Linked DNA regions of Mus musculus: regions 1 and 2 are each linked to region 3. Evidence: chromatin contacts called from public HiChIP or PLAC-seq data. All regions are on one chromosome and are shown on one strand. The core of a region is the stretch at or near the end of the contact, and the rest is flanking DNA. Distances in the headings are between cores, read along the strand shown. Region 1 holds the start of Zfp41 (zinc finger protein 41). Region 2 overlaps Zc3h3 (zinc finger CCCH type containing 3). Region 3 holds the start of Puf60 (poly-U binding splicing factor 60).

Evidence for each region. HiChIP or PLAC-seq counts read pairs in DNA pulled down with a chosen protein or histone mark.
Region 1: an HNF4G HiChIP or PLAC-seq map of pancreatic cancer cells shows a contact between it and region 3. The contact joins the promoter of Zfp41 here to the promoter of Puf60 in region 3. A contact is called at or near these places in 1 of 39 promoter capture datasets (erythroid cells), 4 of 484 Hi-C or Micro-C datasets (CD4 T cells, CD8 T cells, embryonic stem cells and 1 more) and 2 of 115 datasets of contacts at active chromatin or transcription factors (embryonic stem cells and pancreatic cancer cells).
Region 2: a CTCF HiChIP or PLAC-seq map of the NIH/3T3 cell line shows a contact between it and region 3, with 5 read pairs. The contact joins the enhancer-like site here to the promoter of Puf60 in region 3. A contact is called at or near these places in 1 of 15 datasets of contacts at CTCF or cohesin (the NIH/3T3 cell line), 1 of 115 datasets of contacts at active chromatin or transcription factors (microglia) and 1 of 9 other capture datasets (adipose tissue).

The regions. Positions count from the first base shown.
Region 1 is chr15:75,615,032-75,618,777 of GRCm38.p6, reverse strand. It overlaps Zfp41 (zinc finger protein 41), which reads right to left and starts at 2,094. Exons shown (of 3, transcript NM_001044718.2): 1 at 1,958-2,094; 2 at 1-734. The coding sequence starts at 577.
Region 2 is chr15:75,819,141-75,822,891 of GRCm38.p6, reverse strand. All of the region lies in intron 3 of Zc3h3 (zinc finger CCCH type containing 3), which reads left to right. Among named protein-coding and RNA genes, the nearest start is that of Zc3h3, 21 kb to the left of the region's middle. Within about 2 kb of position 2,376, at least 65 of the 459 cell types and tissues checked have an H3K27ac peak or open chromatin away from gene starts, as enhancers often do. A contact at or near this core is called in the NIH/3T3 cell line, where this site is marked.
Region 3 is chr15:76,078,856-76,082,763 of GRCm38.p6, reverse strand. Puf60 (poly-U binding splicing factor 60) reads left to right here and starts at 1,818. Exons shown (of 12, transcript NM_028364.2): 1 at 1,818-1,914. The coding sequence starts at 1,891. It overlaps Gm48952 (a long non-coding RNA gene), which reads right to left and starts at 238. Exons shown (of 2, transcript XR_003951572.1): 1 at 125-238.

The DNA.
Region 1 (3,746 bases), core at 845-3,344, 460 kb after region 3:
GACGCTTCCGATGCCGGATGAGGCAGGAGCTGTAGGCGAAGGATTTTCCACACTCCTCACAGCCATAAGGTTTCTCTCCAGTGTGCGTTTTCTGGTGTTTTAGAAGGTTAGAACCACAGTTGAAGGCTTTTCCACACTCCCCACATTTAAAGGGCTTCTCACCGGTGTGAATTCTTTGATGTTTGGTGACATCTGAGCTGTGCCTGAAGGTCTTCCCACACTGGTCACACTTAAAGGGCTTCTCTCCAGTGTGAACTCTCTGGTGGCGAATGTGATCTGTCTTGTGTTTAAAGATCCGTCCACATTCACCACACTCATAGGGCTTCTTCCTCTGAAAAGGGACAAACACGGGGACACCCTCAAAGTCATCTTTAAACGAGGCATCGAAGGCATCAAAGATATGTGCTTCGTCCTCGGGGCTCAGGACAGGTTCTTTTCGGGGTCTGCGGGGCTTTCTTGGCTTCTTGGTTGCCTTTTTCCCCTTTGATGTTTTCTCTCCCTTGACAGTGGCCTTTTGCGCACCTGCCTCCTCCTTTGGGGCCTGACTCTTCTTTTTCCTAGTTGCAGGCTTTTCCATTGCTGCTCTTAGGAAGCAGGAAACCCCCCTGGAGGCCAGGGAAGGCTGAGGGTTTTCAGACAGTGGCTGCCTGGCTCCTTCTCTGGGACTTCGCTGTCAGGGACAGCTCCTGCGTACGAAGCTGCATCAAGCAGACAGAACCACGGTCGTCTTGCTTCTGGAGGCAAAAGCATGAACAACAGGTCAGAGGCAGCTCTTAGCTCTCTGCAGCTCCACTGTCTTTCCAGCTGCTCACATGATGAGCCCCTCAGACTAAAGTGGACTCCCCAGAGCTCTAGCCCCAGGCCTATAAGCTGAGCTCAGAGCCTCTGGTCCACTGTATGCTCATCTCTTTGAGTGACTCTCTCACTCAGCCACAGACACTCCTGGGCCTGAAGACAAGATTTTCACTCATCCCAGAGAAAGCCATAGCCATCATGGACCGATGGCCATTTTCCACCTCCCCAAACAGAACCTTCCCCGTTCTTCCTTATCCTCTCTACCCGCCCACATTGGGACTGTGCAAACACCCTGGAGTAGGAAGTAACTCTACCATACAACAGCCTGGTTCTGAGCCTGGAAAACTCAGGGCTCTCCTCATAATCCACAGCAAACCCCATCAGACCCCCAAAGGATGCCTCTTGTATTGATGAGGCTCTCTCTATGTGACCCCTCTTTATCTCTAAACCTGCACCATCCCCTTTACTCCCAGAGGCCCAAAGGGGTGGGCTCTGCTGGCAGTTCCATCTAGAGCACCCACACTTTCCCAAAAACACTTTGGGAACACACTGTATTTTGTTCTAAGCATTTGACAAATACCCACATATCTAACCCAGCAGATAAAATTCTTATCCGGATTCAGAGTCCAAGATCCAGGCGGCTAGGTGACTGTTTGCTCTATGTCAGCATCTGAAAGTGTTTGTCTTTTGTGGGACAGCTCAGGAGACACCTGAGAGTCCCTGTCTGCAGCATCACTCAGTACCAATTCAAACACCATCACTCTGGTGAGAGGAATGACAAGCGGGACCCAGGTGTCTGTGTCTGCTCACCAAGGACCATCCTCACTGAAAACTTAAATAGTCATTAAAACCAGAGAAGACCCCAGCGACTTAGCTTATTGCCCCCTCTCTTCACAGGCCTGTGCACAGGAGTAGGTGCGAGTGATTCAGGCAACTTAGTTGAATTCCGCTGACCTAGGGACTCAGGTCCATCAAGGAGCTGCTGGAGCCGGCAGGATAAGGCGCTCAATGCATCCAGCAACAAGGGGCTTCGCTAGGTAGCCCGGCCCACCTTCCCCGCCTCCAAGGACCTCTGCAACACCGCCGAGGTGGTCCACAGAGAAACGACTCAGAAGCCGGCCTTCGCCCGGTCGGGGCTACCGTGCACACACGCAGAGAGTACCTGATGGGTGCCGAGCACAGACGCCGGCGGAACGTGGCCGTAAGCAGGCTGACCGGCGGGCGGGCGACCGTTAACAATGCCCACTTGAGCCCGCCACTCCCGCGCCTAAAGGCGCCCGCCCCTCTGGTGCCGCTCTACCTTCCCCGGCCTCTCGGTGGTGCTGCCGCGCACCCTAAGCCCCGCCCACCGCTCGAAACCCACTCCAGTGCCGCTCTAGGACCCTTGCCGGGTTCTCGGTGGTACCGCCGCAAGCTCCGGAGCCCCGCCTGCTCGTTCACGCCCTTCTGGTGTCGCTCTAGGAGCAGCCGCCCGGCCTCTCTGTGATCCCGTGCTGCGGCCGTAGGCCCGCCTACCTCTCCCCGCCCCTTCGGGTCGGCTCTAGGAGACACTGCCCTCGCTCCTTGTGATGCTGTGGCTGCGGGCTCGAGCTTCGCTTGAGAGGATGCTAAGCAGGCGTCTGTGCCTGTGCAAGCTTCTGGGCTGCGGGCGGCGCCTTTCTCCCGGCGTGCGCCTCTTCTCAGGACTCCAAGCCTTCTTCTGCAGGCTTCGTGTTATTTCTCAGTCATCGGGTTTGCCATCTGTGGCACGCCGGGATGGCGGACCCAGTAGTGCACGGCCTGTAGCCCCCTGGAATCATCCGACCCCGCCCCTCCTTTCCGGCAAAGCCAGGGTCCCCTGCTCTGTCCTTAACGCGGGCCTTTACAGATATTTAAATCTAGTCACTTCTTGTGCTCTTTCGACTTTCTGGGTATATTCTCCACTATTATATTTGGTTAGGCTGGCTTAGAACTAGCAATCTCTTGCCTCGGTCGAGTCCTGGGACGATAGGTGTGGCCCACGGCGCTTGGAGAATGAAGTTATGAGAAACGAATCGAGAGCTGTTGTGTGCTTGGTGAAGTCTCCCTGGGGGCGCCATTTTACATGACTAGTACACAGTGTTAGTGCCTCCTGTGCTGCAGAAGCCTGTATCAAACCTCTAACAGACCCTTTCTTTAAGTGTCGTCTCCACCTCATCCGTTTAGATTCAACGCCAACATGCTAGATAAATGTAATTGTCCAGCGTGCAACTTGGCGGAGCTTGCCGATTATCATTCAGGCATCGCTGTCTAGATTCACAAGAGTGGCTGTGTATTGAATGGTGGTTCATTCAGCCTCCTGAACAGCTGCCTCTGCGCTGTGTGCATCACAGCTTTGGGATCCTTTGTCCACTGAAGGACGTGTTTACAAGGTTGTTGGGAAGCAGCGCCCCCCCCCCCGCCCTCCCCCCGTGCTGTTTCATTTCCCTGGGACCGTGCCCAGGAAGGCAGTTGCTAGGTCCCAAACTGCATGTTGCCTTTTGCAAGAAACAGACAAGCTGCTTTCCAGAGAGCCTGTGCCATTTCTCATTCATTCCTACCAGTGGCATGGGGCTTTCTGGCTTACCAGCATTTGGTACAGGGAGGTAGGGCATCTCCTTGCTTGCTTTCCCCAGAAGGTTAGTGGCCTGTGTGCTTCCTGCCATCTTTCATGTAGTCCCCAGTCTCTTACCTATCCTCTAATGAGGTGGGCTGAGCTGGATGCGCATAGACTGTTGGTATCATTCTTGTTCTTTTCAGCTCTCAGGCATGCTCCAGCTTGTCCCTACCCCCACGCCCCTTCATTTGTGGAAGAGATTCTGTTTTGGAGTGGCTCCTCTCTGGAGAATTATACCCTTCTCTTGTCAGTGAGACTCAACTGCTAAGCCTGTGGCTTGGGCTTGCTCACGTGGTCCAAGTTTTTCTCTAAGAAGACAATGAAGTGTCTTCTGCTA
Region 2 (3,751 bases), core at 1,127-3,626, 260 kb after region 3:
TTAGTCCTAAAGCTGTGGTCTCCTCTTTCCAGTGTATTCAAAGCTGCATGGACTGGGCTGGGATCTGGTGGCGGCTTGTCTCTTAATGGCCCTCTCTGCATCAGTAGCAGAGCATGTAAGTGGTAGGATGCACATCTGTGGAAGCCTGGGTAGAAGTTCTGTCTCCTGTGGTGGGCTGGTGTCACTTACAGAGGCTAAGTCCTGGGTGGTGATACTGGCCACTTTCTGGAGCCCTAGCCACCTGAGAAGAAGGTTTTTGGAAAGGGTTGGGCAGTCTAGAGTCCTCATGTGTGTCTCTCAGGATGTCCTGGAATCCTGAGTAGCTCACATGAGGAGGACACCAAGCCCTTCTGAGCTATGGCCACACCACAAGTCTGGTCCTGTGTACAGTTGTCACCATATGTTTAGAAGGTTGAAATTAGATGAGTGTTTTGGAGATTGTCTCCTGAGACTTGTTTTCAAGGCTCAGACCATCTCTCCATTCTCTCTACTCAGTAGAAGCTGTGAGGGTTCTTCAAACCCATGCTGGGCTCGCTATCCTGGGAGCTATCGCGCTAGCGCTCACTGCTTTCACCTGCCCCAACCCCAGATGCCTGTTTTCCATGTGTCTGTCTCCTGCCAGCGCCCACCTGGGGTCTCGGAGACGCCCACCTGGCTTCTCGCTATGCCTTCTAGACACAGGCAGGGGCCACAGCAGTTGTTCTGCCTTATATCTAGGAGTCAGATCCCAGGGTTCCTTCTTTAGGTCTCATGGTCAGGTGGGCGGGCCGTGGGAGCAGGCTTGGGTTGTTAGTACTGTTTTCCGATGATTCAGGATTAGCTGCTACTGTGTGAAGCTTCCCTGTGGTGCCGGAGGAGGTTCCTCTGTGGTTAACCCAGAGGAGGCATCACTCTGGAATCCTCAGTCCTTGGCACTGTAGGTAAATTAGAGGGCTGCATGTGGGAGTGGGCCAGTACCGTTTGAGATCCACTCACCAGTCTGCTGCTGCAGCTGTCTGCCTAATTCTAGTTGACTAGCACCTGTGGGCTTTGTACCCCCTCAGCCCTTCCCAGACCACAGCACAGTCCCTTCTGCTCCTTCCTTCCCTCCCTGTTCCACCTCATTGGAGCGTCCTGTGGTCAGAAGGATTCCAGGTTCACAGAGATGCTGCGTTGTGTTGAGGACCCTTCCTCTCTAGGACACCCTTTGCCTGGGTTCATATAGCATTTGCTGCTTCCCGTCCTCAGGCCCTAGCAGGTTCTTTGCTCCTGAGGGGATGTTCCCAGGAGATGTTGAAGCAGATTGTGTCATTGTTACTGTCTGGGAGACTCCAGGGAAGAAGGATGTATTTTTCACATTTTGAGGGCGATGGTGCCTATCCTACCAGTGGGCTTCATTTGAGGCCAGGGAGGGAACCCTGCTGTCTGCTGGGATCTAAACTGGGCTGGGGGTTGGGGAGACCCTTGCTGATTTCTCAAGGCCCCAATCTGTACTGACAGCTCTGTGGGCAGTGTACACACACACACACACACACACACACACACAAGGGTGAATGTGCAGAAGCACAGGTGAATATGAAAGCTGTGACATGAACTAGATCTTTCCCGAGAGTGTAGTTCACAGTGCAGACTCAGTGACATAGTCCCAAAGGCTTAGCATACTTAGTATCTAGCTCCTAGGGTTTCCCTCTGCAGCTGGCTCATTGCTCCGTAGTAGAAGGCCAGGTTGGCCCAGGAGGAAAATGAAGAGTGGCCAAGAAGGGCCTGGTAACCCAGTGTTAACAAGAGCAGTACAGCTTCCTCTAAGTTGTGCCTGTTTTTTTAGTGTGGTTTTCAGGCTTCTTTCAGAGCATCTTTTCTTGGCTCTAACTCAGGTAGTAAGAGGAGGGATGCCAAGAAAAGGGCAAGCTTTGGTGAGCAGGATGCTTGTGCTCTCTGGGGAAGTTTACAAGATGGAGTTAGGACCTCAGGCCATCTGGCAGCTACTCAGCCTTGTGATCTGTCCTCTTGGCTTCTGAGTCACCACTATGGGTAGGAGGGAATTAGTCCCATGATGGTTCAATCTGTGGCTTTTTAGGGTAAGCTGAGGCTGCTTCCTCAGATTTCCAATGAAATCATTTAGTGACTTTAGCAGCTCAGGTTCTGGGGGGCCTCAGATGCAGCCTGTCCTTTGCCCTGTCCTCCTACTTTGCCTTGTATACCATGCTGGAGTTTACATAGCAGTGCCTGGGTGCCTGGGGATTTAGCTAGCTGTGACCAAAGAAATTGAGGGAACCTAAATCTGGATTAAAAGGTCGCTATGGCCTGTCCCCTGAAATTGAGTGAGGAGGGCCTGAGCATTCTGCCTATGCCTTACTCAGAGCTTGGAGGTGTGGCATTGACACAGGCAGGCCCTGCCCTCTGGTACTGTGCTGATGCCCATGCATGTCTGTGAGTTTGACTAGCTTCCGTGTGAGGGCATGGTCTCTAGAGGGCTTGGGGACATAAGCATCCCAAGGAAGAGGAGAAGGGTCCCAGGGTCCCTAGGTCACAGGGATGGTGGAGCAAGGATGAACTTAGTTGGGTGAGTTGGGACTATCCCTATCTTTAGGGACTGGAGCATTCGGTTTAGCAGCAGGTTTCCATCTTTGGTGTGTGCTACATTATGGTTTGGGGGTTATAGGTGGTCCTATGGCATAGAGGGAGCACTGTGCCTCTGCCTACTTGGAGCTAGTGTCACAGCAGATCAACAAGGTGAAGCATCATGATCTATGATCCAGCCAGGACTCAGTACCAAGGAAGGTTCTTTCCCATATGCTGACAATATGCCTAAGTCCCTGTAGAATATTGAAGTGGAACAGGCTATCTTCTAGTCGTCTGGGATCTGAAGTTGACTGGGTGCAGCTGCAAGCCAGTTAGGGGCTGGCTACTTGAGCGGCCCCCTGAAGTCTGGGCAGGCCCACCTCCACTCTGTGGGTGGCAGCTCTCTGATGGTGGGTGGCACTATCTTTCCTCCTTCTTTCACCAGCCTTTAAGGTCGGGTAGAGTGATGGTTAGAAGGGGAGGGGAGATCTACCCCCATAATCTATAGCGACTGTCACACAGCAAACTACTCCCATTTCATACAGGCGGGTCAGGTGTCGTGCACGATCGATGGCTAGCGCACAATAATTACAGGAACTAGCAGCTTGTGTTGCTTGAGTGACTTTAGGAAGAGTAGGGTCTCAATCTTCCCTCTAATAGGGCTCTGACAGTCTGAGGCGGCAGCAGCTTTGGTGGCTGAGTGTTGGGCTGACAGTGTTGTCATTAAACACCAGGTAGTGTGGAACAACAGAGAACACGGATCTTGCACAGGGGGACAGGGTGGATGACAGCAGTTATTTATCATCACCGAGCTGCCCAAACTCCTCAGACTGCAGTGCGAATGGCTGCTTAGGGTGACTTATGGCTCTGTCTGGGGCTGCTGTTGTGATTTGATAATCTGTAAATGTTTGTCAAAGATGGATTCCTTGTTTCCATGGTGCTGCAATGAAGGCTGATGACAAGCCAGCTGTGGGCTAGGAGATGTGGACAGTCACTTGGCCATGTATACTGGAGGAGACAGAATGGCTTCAGTCAGGAACCTGAGCTGGGTCTGGGACTTGACAGCCAGGAGCCTCTTCCTCTCATAGGGCTGGCTCTTCCTGCTTTTTTCTGTGTTAGGTGAACATAGGTATGTGTGTGTACATATGTGTCACTGTCCTTGTGAAGCTGGGAACTATAAGACCTGTTTCTGCCGCTGCCCGTATGACTA
Region 3 (3,908 bases), core at 569-3,068:
CATTGACTCTTCACTTTTGACTCACAAGATACCTAAAGCAGCCAAATACTGTCATCATGCAGTCTGATCTCTGGCTAGTTCTAGAGAAGACAGATTCAACATTTCAGAGTTTTTATCAGCTTACCAAAGATTTTTCTGAAAAGCAAGGTCCATCACTATCAGAGGGTGGTGCCTGGGGTTCCCCCTGGTGGTGGTGGTGAGACCCAGCCCACTCAACATCCTGTGTGTGTGTGTGTGTGTGTGTGTGTGTGTGTGTGTGTATTTTCAGAGTCTCTAGTGGGCCCATCTAATTCTAATTCTTGAAGAATATTGGCCAATGTGATTATCGCTTGTTTTCTTGAAACTTTCAACTTTATGGGTTTTCTGTTTTGTGTTTTGAGACAGGATCTCTCTATGTAGTCTTGGCAGTTGCTTGGAACTACTTGGAAAGGTAGACCAGGTTGGCTTCCAATTCACAGAGCTTCTCCTTGCCCCTGCCTCTGGAGTGCTGGGATCACAGGTATATGCCACCACACATAGCTCAACTTTATTTTTCAACTTATCGAATCGCTCATTTGCAGATTTTGTTTTGTTTTTTTTTGGGGGGGGGGTGTTTTTCCAGACAAGAGTTTCTCTGTGTAGCCCTGGCTGTCCTGAACTATGTAGACCAGGCTGGCCTCGAACTCAGAAATCTGCCTCTGCCTCCCAAGTGCTGGGATTAAAGGAGTGCACCACCAACACCTGGCCGTTTTAATTTTTCTCTTTTTTAAATGGGGAAATCTAAGTTCATGATCTTTATTTTCTTGTTTGGGGGATGCAACATCTTTAGGTATCTTCCATTTCCTTTGTTGTCTTGGTTTCTTTTCATGCTCTTCTGCTTGGTGATTCTGGCTGGCCACTTTTGCTTAAGAGTGAGATGCTAAGCTGGGTCTCAGCGCTTCGTTCCCAGGAGGAGCTAATCTCCAGGCACTGTTGGCAGAGCCAGAACGACTAGTAACCTGTATTAGGGATAGAAGTCTGGAGGCACCTACTTTTTTTTTTTTTTTTTTTAAACTATCTGCACATTTTCGGAGAATTCAAGACACAAGCATCACACACCAGCCTGCTAAGGCCCTCCCCTGGCTCCCCAGCATTCCACTTCTCTGCCCACTTAGGTTTGCTTTCAGTAGAGCTTTTTCCTGTTTAAAGGGGGTACCGAGGGGGAGGAAAATATTCTGCCATGTTTTGCTAAAGATCTCTATATTAAAGTCTGAAAACCCGAGGGGTGGAAAACGAGAATGGCTATCCGGTGGAGTTTGAAGGTGCCTGAGCTTACAGATGTGGTTGGTGCCTTGCAGGCAGCCTTACGGCCACAAAGCCCAGATGAACTACATATTTACACATAGCTCAGGACTTGGGGACTAACGTACACATTTATGCCCACAGGACAATAACCACAGGACAGGCTGGGGAGCCATCTTTTGGGGGCCATCTTCGTGTCAACGGCTATTTTCTCACTAGGAAAGAGACCATATTTCAAAATGAATGAGGATTCCTGACTTTAGATGGACAATGCAAAGGACGATGCATCAGTCTTTTTGTCTTCTGTCTCCGCAGTCTACGAGCTTTCAGCGAGTGGACTCAACTAAAATAGGGTGGTAGGAAAAGAGGCAGACGGAACTGACTCAAAAATGTCGACCCCCCCCCCCCCCGACCAGGGGAGGGCTCTCCGGGTCGCCACTCCAAAACCCCGGCCCGCCCCGTCCTCCTCCGGTACATTAACGGCCTGCTCCGCCCCGGAAATGCGTTTCGGTCTCCGCTCTCGTAGCTATGCCGTACGTCGCGAGATTTCCGCGTCCGACGCCCAGATCGCGCGAGACTGCGGAGGGAGCTGATGCTTGTGGCGCGCGCGGCGGCCGCGACGGACGCAAGATGGCGACGGCGACTATAGCTCTCGTAAGTGAGTCCCTCGCGGCCAGGGGGCGGCCCTCAGCTCGGAGGAGTGAGTCGTCGGCTGGGACAGGGTGCGGAGGGGACCCTGGGTGCGCAGCGGCCCGACCCGGACCTCGTACGGACTTTACCGTGGTCCCCGGCACGCGGGGCGGAGGCGGAGCGGGAGCGCGCGGCTGCGGCCACGGCTGGGGCTCGACTGCAGCTTCCGGCTCGAGGACTCCAGTTTCCGGCAGCTGGGCGGGGTGGGCCGGCCGCGGAGCTGCCCTGCTGGATCCCCGCGGGGCGGTCCTGTCTGCCGAGACTGGGCGACAACTGTCTAGGCGTCCGGTGGCATTAGGGTGTCCTGGTGCCTGCTCCAGACCCGCGCGGCTACGCCCCGTGTTGGGGACGCGGAAGGGGCGGACCCGTTAGCATTTGCTCTGCGCCATGGTGCAGAGACGAGGGTTTCCCGTTCCGTTAACACGCAGGAGGGGAAGAGCATCTCTCCCAACCCCCATTCCCCTCCACACCTTTCAAACAGCCATTCTGTCACTGCCTCTGTGGGGAACCCGACAGCCGGTGCCTGCCTCGGTCACTGGTCCGGGTGGGCATCATAAGACTTTGCTAACCCCCTTGTCTTGGGCTGGACGCTCCAAGGGCTGAACTTGGTTCTGCCCTAGTCAGTCGGGAATGTTCCTTGAATGGCTACCACCAGGAGTTCCTTCAGGGACTATTTATCTCTTGGACCTAACCCCACTGCAATCCAGACTTTTGTTAGCCGCCACCCTCACTCAGAGGGGATGAAGCAAGGGCTGAGACCACTTAAGCCCTAGGTGCCTGGAGGCCAGCCGTAGGGTAGGGTCGAGTAGAGTACACACAGGCTGCCATTCCTCAGCCTTAGCTGGGAACTGCACCTTCATAATGGGAGAGGGGCACTTGCTCCAGCTTGTGAGGGGTGGATCTAGTATGTCTTGCTCACATCAGGGCTAACTTCAAAAGAAAAAAAAAAAAATTCCTGCTTCCGCTGCTTGACGCTATTGGTGTAAATGGTCTTTTCGGAAAGACAACCAGAGAGTTGAGGAGTTGATGACTGCCCTTAGGTGGCTGTCAGATGATAGAAGAAAGGGTGAGGGCAGAGTATAAAATACTTTAAACAGCACTGGAGGAGAGTGGATGCCTCATTTCTGGGTAGCCCCTGTTGTTCATGCAGACTGAAAGGTTAGCGCGATGCTAGACAGATAGTGTCATTATTGAGATGGTCTCGAGCAGTAAGTCTCACCACTGAAGCCGTCTTTGCCAGCATTTGACCACAAGGCCCCCGAGAATTGTCTCTCTCTCTCTCTCTCTCTCTCTCTCTCTTTCTCTTGTTTTGCTGCATCCACAGTGCTCAGTACAAGCCTGGCTACCCAGGAAGTAGCACTACACCCTGTGAAGGGACCTGAACAGATGGAAGACAGCGTCCTTCAGCCAGTCCTATTCTTGGGGTCTGGCACTGCTCTCAATGGTACTAATGTTGCTAGAACCTGTGGCTTACTTTCCATATGCAGACTTAAGGGACTTCATGGAAATTGATTCCATAAATCTTCGCTGCTGCCTGAGAAATAGGCCATGCCCCTGCACAGGAAGAGCCTCAGGACTAGATTTTAGGTGATTTGCTCAGGGTATTTAATATGTTGTGTAATGGAAATAACTCTTTATTCTGAGCTGGTGAAGGGCAGAGCTTGGCTTGCGTACCTGAGACACTCAGCAGCAAATAAATCCCTCAAGGGACCTCCCCCTCTCTGGATGCACCATGGCTGAGGTACACATTAGTGACCAGCTGTGATAACAAGTGATAGTTTCTCTAGGCTCTCCCAGTGACTGGTTAGAACAGAATTTTAGACTCTGTATGGGAGAACTTTCTGCGGAGGTAAATGGGCTAAATTGGGTGGTTTGTCCACAAGTGAGTGCTCTCTGGGATTGTGCGTATGCATTGCATTGTGTGCTGCTTTCAGCACTATTCCTGTCCCTGGGAGACT